Regions from separate parts of the Triticum aestivum genome. Here region 1 is linked to region 2. A link is a contact called in public HiCAR-type data. All regions are on one chromosome and are shown on one strand. The core of a region is the stretch at or near the end of the contact, and the rest is flanking DNA. Distances in the headings are between cores, read along the strand shown. Region 1 holds the start of LOC123096245 (putative receptor-like protein kinase At4g00960). Region 2 holds the start of LOC123096242 (CBL-interacting serine/threonine-protein kinase 7).

Region 1 (2,732 bases), core at 229-2,728, 360 kb after region 2:
GACCCAACAACATTCTGTGTGTTCATCCGTGTTTGTTCTTGACCAAAGAGTCTGGAGAGACCGAAATCGGCGATTTTCGGCACCATGTTATCATCCAACAGTATGTTTTCCGGCTTGAGATCCATATGGACAATAGGAATGCTGTGTACAAAGTGCAAACCATTGCAAATCCCCTTAATTATGTTGAAGCGTATGTTCCAGTCCATTTTTGTATGTACTTCTGAGGAAGTGAAACACTGAATTATTGAATTACTCAAATATAAAGAATTACAATAACGTAAACATTTATTTATTAGAATGCCGACAGCAAAAATATGTTCACAAAAGACAACCTTTCAGTACAATAGCAAGTTCTTTGGATAATACCAACTGTTGCAGTTTTTCCCCATTATTGAGCATTGAAAAGTTAAAGGAATATATTGATGCCAAACTCCAATTCATAATGTAAACATATTGGAACATTAACATGAAAGCAATTTGAGTCGGGTAGTATTATATACCAAAAAGATGTTTCTGAAGGCTTCCCAGTGGTAAGTACTCATGGCAAAGTAAACTTTCAACAATGTCAGCCACAATATATCTTCCGTTGTTCAGCACCACTTTCTTTTGACCTTCGTGACAGTAGCCGACCAACTTCAGTACATTTTCATGGTGGAGAGCCATAATGTTCTGAACCTCGTTAGCAAACGCTTTGTCGCGTGCGATTGGCGAATTTTCCGCGAGTTTCTTCACGGTAATTATTTGGCCATCCGGCATATGTCCCTGTTCAACCTCAAAGATACTTTTTCAGCAAACATTGGCATCTTTTTTCAGAAGTGTTTTCAGAAACTCATGCGAAGGTGAAAAATATAAAGGCAGAGGAATGACCATATACCATATAAACAGTTCCAAATGCGCCCGTACCGATTTTACGCGCCTCTGAGAACTGGTCGGTGATGGTTTTCAGAAAGTCTAAGGGCAGATTCTTCGGTAATGTGCTCAGAACGCTCGGCTGGCCTAAGCCAGCGCTAGTCGCCATTTCTGATGGTTGAACAAGCTTTCAGGCGAGCTGCTTCAATCTATGCATCGTCAGAAATTCATATGCACCTTATAGAAGGACAGATCTAAGTATGCAAGACTAGGCATACATGGATCTATTGGAAACTAAGCAGCATACATGGTTATTGCAAGAACATCTGAAAATATGCAGCTTCGCGATTAAAAAGGACTGACCTGAAGAAGATCCAACACTTGGGGGTGATTCTCTCGAGCAGCTGCGAAGAGGACAACAAAACGTGGATGAGGCTTGTGAGAAGAATCGCTTCCTTGCTGGTTGCTTGCTTCGGGTGGATTTATATGAACCAATCCAGTGAGATCTGGATCGAGCGCGTGGGCAAGAATGTGTTGACTTGACTCCAAGCGGTCTAGCCTATGATGCTCACTCGCTGATGTCTTTCCGTGAAGAAGAAAAAATGATGCGCCCACTAATAAGAATATAAAATCATGTCAGCATCGCTGCTTTAAATATCCTCACACTGTAGCTCTTTCCACACTGTGGCTTTCATCGACGGCGAGTCCGCGTGGCTCGCGAGGTGCGGGCCACAAGTTAGCGTGTCTCTGTCAGTACGCGGTGTCAGGGGCAAGGCTTTCTTTTGAAGCAAAAACTTTGCCTCTTCTATTAATTATTAAAGGAAAAATTGTCTGAAAATCCCTTTTGGAGGCCGAGCTTCATGGGCCAGTTTTAAAAAATTCAAAATTCATATTTTTACATTTTAAAAAAAATCTGAAAATAAATAGACATACATGGAGGCATAATGCACAAATGTGTAAATTTTCAAGACGAAATACGCTGAAATGAGGGTTGTGCAAAAGAACAAACCTGAGGCTTTTTAACACACGATATTGTTCATCCACTCAGGCGATGACTTCTTTTTTATAGATCGCATTTCAAGGATGTTCCATCCTGAAATTCGGCCTCCATAGGGCCGAGAGGCAAGAACAATAACAACAAAACCGTTAGTCCTAAACAAGTTAGGATAGACTAGAGCTGAAACCCATGAGAATCTCGCAACCAACTCATGGTTCTGACGCATGGATAACAAGCTTTCACTCATCCTTGTTCATGGCTAATTCTCTGGTGATACTCTAATCCTTCAGATCTCCCTTTACGGACTCCTCCCATGTCCACTTCGGTCTACCCTGGCCTCTCTTGACATTATCGGCACGCTTTAGCCGTCCGCTATGCACTAGAGCTTCTGAAGGCATGCGCTGAATATGCCCAAACCATCTCAAACGATGTTGGACAAGTTTCTCTTCAATCGGTGCTACCAAACTATATCTCATATATCATCATTCCGGACACCTCACTCAAATTTGCCAGTTAATTACAGAAGCGTCCGAAGGCACAACAAACCCAACAAAAACACACCAACCCCAAAAAACAGAAACAAACGAAAAACCAATCACCGTAACTAGCTGGCCTCCCATTACTGTCGAAGAGAAGAAGTCAATATTGCTATGGGAGGTGTAGACCGGAACTCTCCTACAGAGATGGCAAAGCAAGCATCATCCCGAACCATGTTCCAGGTTCCTTGCTTGCCATGCCAATGAACAACTTTGATTGTAACCTTGTCGCCTGCATGACACAAGGCCAAAGCCCTCAAAGTTGCAGAAACTCTCAGGGCCACCTCCCGACATGCACCACTCTATCGTGTCCTGCGTGATCAACCAACACCACCTTCCGGGCCGCTACA
Region 2 (2,875 bases), core at 216-2,715:
CTCTGGTGCCATGTAACCCCTGCATAACAACATGGCATGCAATTTTGCGCATTAAGAAAACCAATAAAAGTGCAACGATGCAAATAGCTCTTGAGAGTTAGCTTACAGTGTTCCAAAATTGTTCATGGTGATAATACGACTTTGTTGTATGCCAATAAGTCTTGACAATCCAAAGTCTGTAATTTTTGGTACCATATTAGGATCCATCAATATATTCTGAGGCTTGAGATCCATATGGATAATTTTCTGTTCCTCGTGAAGATGGCGCAAGCCATGACAAATTCCCTTAATTATTATGTAGCGTTGATGCCATTCAAGCCCGCAAAATTCATCTGCATGTGTAAGTGAGAATGAGGACAACTAAGATGCAAATGTTAAGACCATTCGAGAATTAGCGACAAAGAATAATTGGAACGGTAGGAAATTGTACTGAAGTCTTTTATTTTAGCTAGAGCAAGGAAATTACACGGTGCATCATTGTCATACCTTCAAGGTGCATGTCCAGGCTACCTCCAGATACATACTCAAAGCATAGCAGCCTTGCTCGTACTTTCGCCATTATGAGCTCCCCTTTGTATTCTGTAATTTTTCCTTGTGTGTCTGCACAATAGCCAAGTAACCGAACTATATTTCTGTGCTTGGCCCTTATGAGACAAGCAACCTCGTCCTGAAACAACTTGTCTTCAACTAAAGCGTCGGAAAGTTTCTTCACAGCAACAAATATTCCACTGGGAAGCACTCCCTGATTAGCATATGTTTTGTTAGTAGTATATTTTAAGGAGTAGCATATATGTGAATATGGACACTCCAATTTTGTAGGACAATCCTACGTTTTTCTTCCTTCGTGTAACTCGATAAAACCCCAACTGGTGGATATGATTGACACCAGAGTGAAATGTATGATAATCATGATTATTTTAGCATAAATGCGTACCTTGTAAACCACTCCAAATCCTCCGCTACCGATTACTTCTTTATCGGAAAAATTATTGGTGATTGATTTGAAGAGTGACAAGGGTAGATCAGTCGGGTCAGCGCTTGGATCGCGTAACCTGCTCTCCAGGAGATAGTATGCGCTATCCTCGTCGCCCATGTCTCAAAACCACCTTCAAACAGGAGCAGAATAAGAAGCTTGGCTCAAATAATTAAAGCTCATTTCAAGCCATGCACACCCGGGAAGGAGAAGAGAAGAAAGTACCTAGTGTTGTTCTAACCCAGAGGAAAGAAAGGCAGAGGATGCGGAGCGTTATCCGGAAACGATGGCTCTGCCTTTATCAGCACAGCAGCCTCAAAGAGAAGACGGTTATGGGATCGACGATGTATGAGAGTGGAGGATGGATCCAAGCTGCGATGATGTACTCTATATGGCTCTATTTGCATGGCAAGCAAGACGAGGAACGGGAATGGACGCTTTGCTTTACACGCAAGTGTGGTGAAGGAATCAGTCAAAGCACTGGATTAAAGAGGAAGCTTCCTCCTCCCATCGTATAATACTACAGTCCTCACTCATGTCCCTATCTTTGAGCGCCAAGTCCTCGCTGCGACCTCCTCCGGATGCGGAAGCGTGTTGGACGCCGATAGGGACGGCTCTGCTCGCAGAGATCGTCTGAGACGTAACTCCGTATTCAATACTATGTCGATGGTCCGCTGTCTGTTTCGATCGACGGCGGCCGCGTGCGCGGTGCGGTGGCCAAGAGGATGCACACGTGATTCCCTACTCGAAACGTGTTGACCAAGCACAATGTGTCATGCTAATAGTACACCCTCTATTTCGAAGATTTGTCTATTATGTATCTAGACAAATCTAAGCAAACTTATTTAGGATGGAGGCAATATATTTTTGTCGGCAATTACGACAGTGGCGAAGATACATGTCTTCTGTGACGTCAAACAACATCACAAAAATATGTTTAGGGCATCGCTAGTCGTTCCCCTAAAACCGGTTAGAAAAGTAAAAAAATCTGCTTTATTCCTTTAAACCAGACCTAGCCGATCCCCTTAAAATCGTTAAGTGACTAAATAATTTACTCCGAGCGGCCGTCGAGCACTAAAAATACGCCACCTCTCAACCATCGAGTAAATCTTTTCCCCTTCCACGCGTCGAGCAAACCCACTGCCCCCACCACCCAATCCACCCACGCGCCACACCATGCCCGCTCCACCGCCTGCACGTCGGTGACAATGGTTGGATCCTCTGCCACCTTCCCCAAGCCCGCCCCACCCATCCGCAATGCTTGGCTAGTGGATCCACGCCATGGCGGCGCCTCCTCCTCATGCGCATCTGCCTTCCCCGACCTCCCGCCGTGGCCACCGCCGGAGCCGAGGTACCACAGTGTGCGGCAGCGCAAGTGGGGGACTTGGATCGCCGAGATCTACGAGCGCGACACCGGCAAGACCCACTAGTTGGGCTTCTTCCACTCGGCGGATGCATACGACATCATGTCAGTGCACTTGTACGACGTTGTCGGTCGCCGTAACTACCCAGATGGCTACGTGCTGCCATTGGAGCCGGTGGACCACTGCGTCGCCACCCCGCACAACAGGCGGAAGGACCGAGAGGCCCGCGAGCGACTCGCGGCGGAGCAAGCCGTCAAGCTGTACATGGAGGAGTTCCACCGCCGCTACCCGGAGCGCATGGAGGCGGACCGTCGCCTGTATGCGGAGTGCGCGGTGGGGAGGACCGACGTCATAGACCTATCCAGCAATGAAGATGGCGACGGTGCTGGCTCCAGCGATGGCCCCGACCCAACGATTGGTGGTTTGAGAAGAAAGAAGTGAAAGGCGCTCATGGAAGAATCGGACTAGGTTTAAATTTCTAGCTAAAATTTTGAATTTCGTTTTAAGTTCGATGTAAATATTCAGAATTTGCACCGAA

The links. HiCAR-type assays count read pairs that join an accessible place to other places.
Region 1: a contact with region 2 is called in a HiCAR-type map of leaf, with 5 times the contacts expected there. The contact joins the promoter of LOC123096245 here to the promoter of LOC123096242 in region 2. A contact is called at or near these places in 1 of 5 Hi-C or Micro-C datasets (leaf) and 1 of 1 datasets of contacts at active chromatin or transcription factors (leaf).

Annotation. Positions count from the first base shown.
Region 1 is chr4D:65,537,965-65,540,696 of IWGSC CS RefSeq v2.1, forward strand. LOC123096245 (putative receptor-like protein kinase At4g00960) reads right to left here and starts at 1,479. Exons shown (of 7, transcript XM_044517921.1): 1 at 1,213-1,479; 2 at 875-1,058; 3 at 501-762; 4 at 1-220. The coding sequence starts at 1,018.
Region 2 is chr4D:65,182,612-65,185,486 of IWGSC CS RefSeq v2.1, forward strand. It overlaps LOC123096242 (CBL-interacting serine/threonine-protein kinase 7), which reads right to left and starts at 1,466. Exons shown (of 14, transcript XM_044517915.1): 1 at 1,199-1,466; 2 at 935-1,106; 3 at 487-742; 4 at 107-332; 5 at 1-19. The coding sequence starts at 1,093.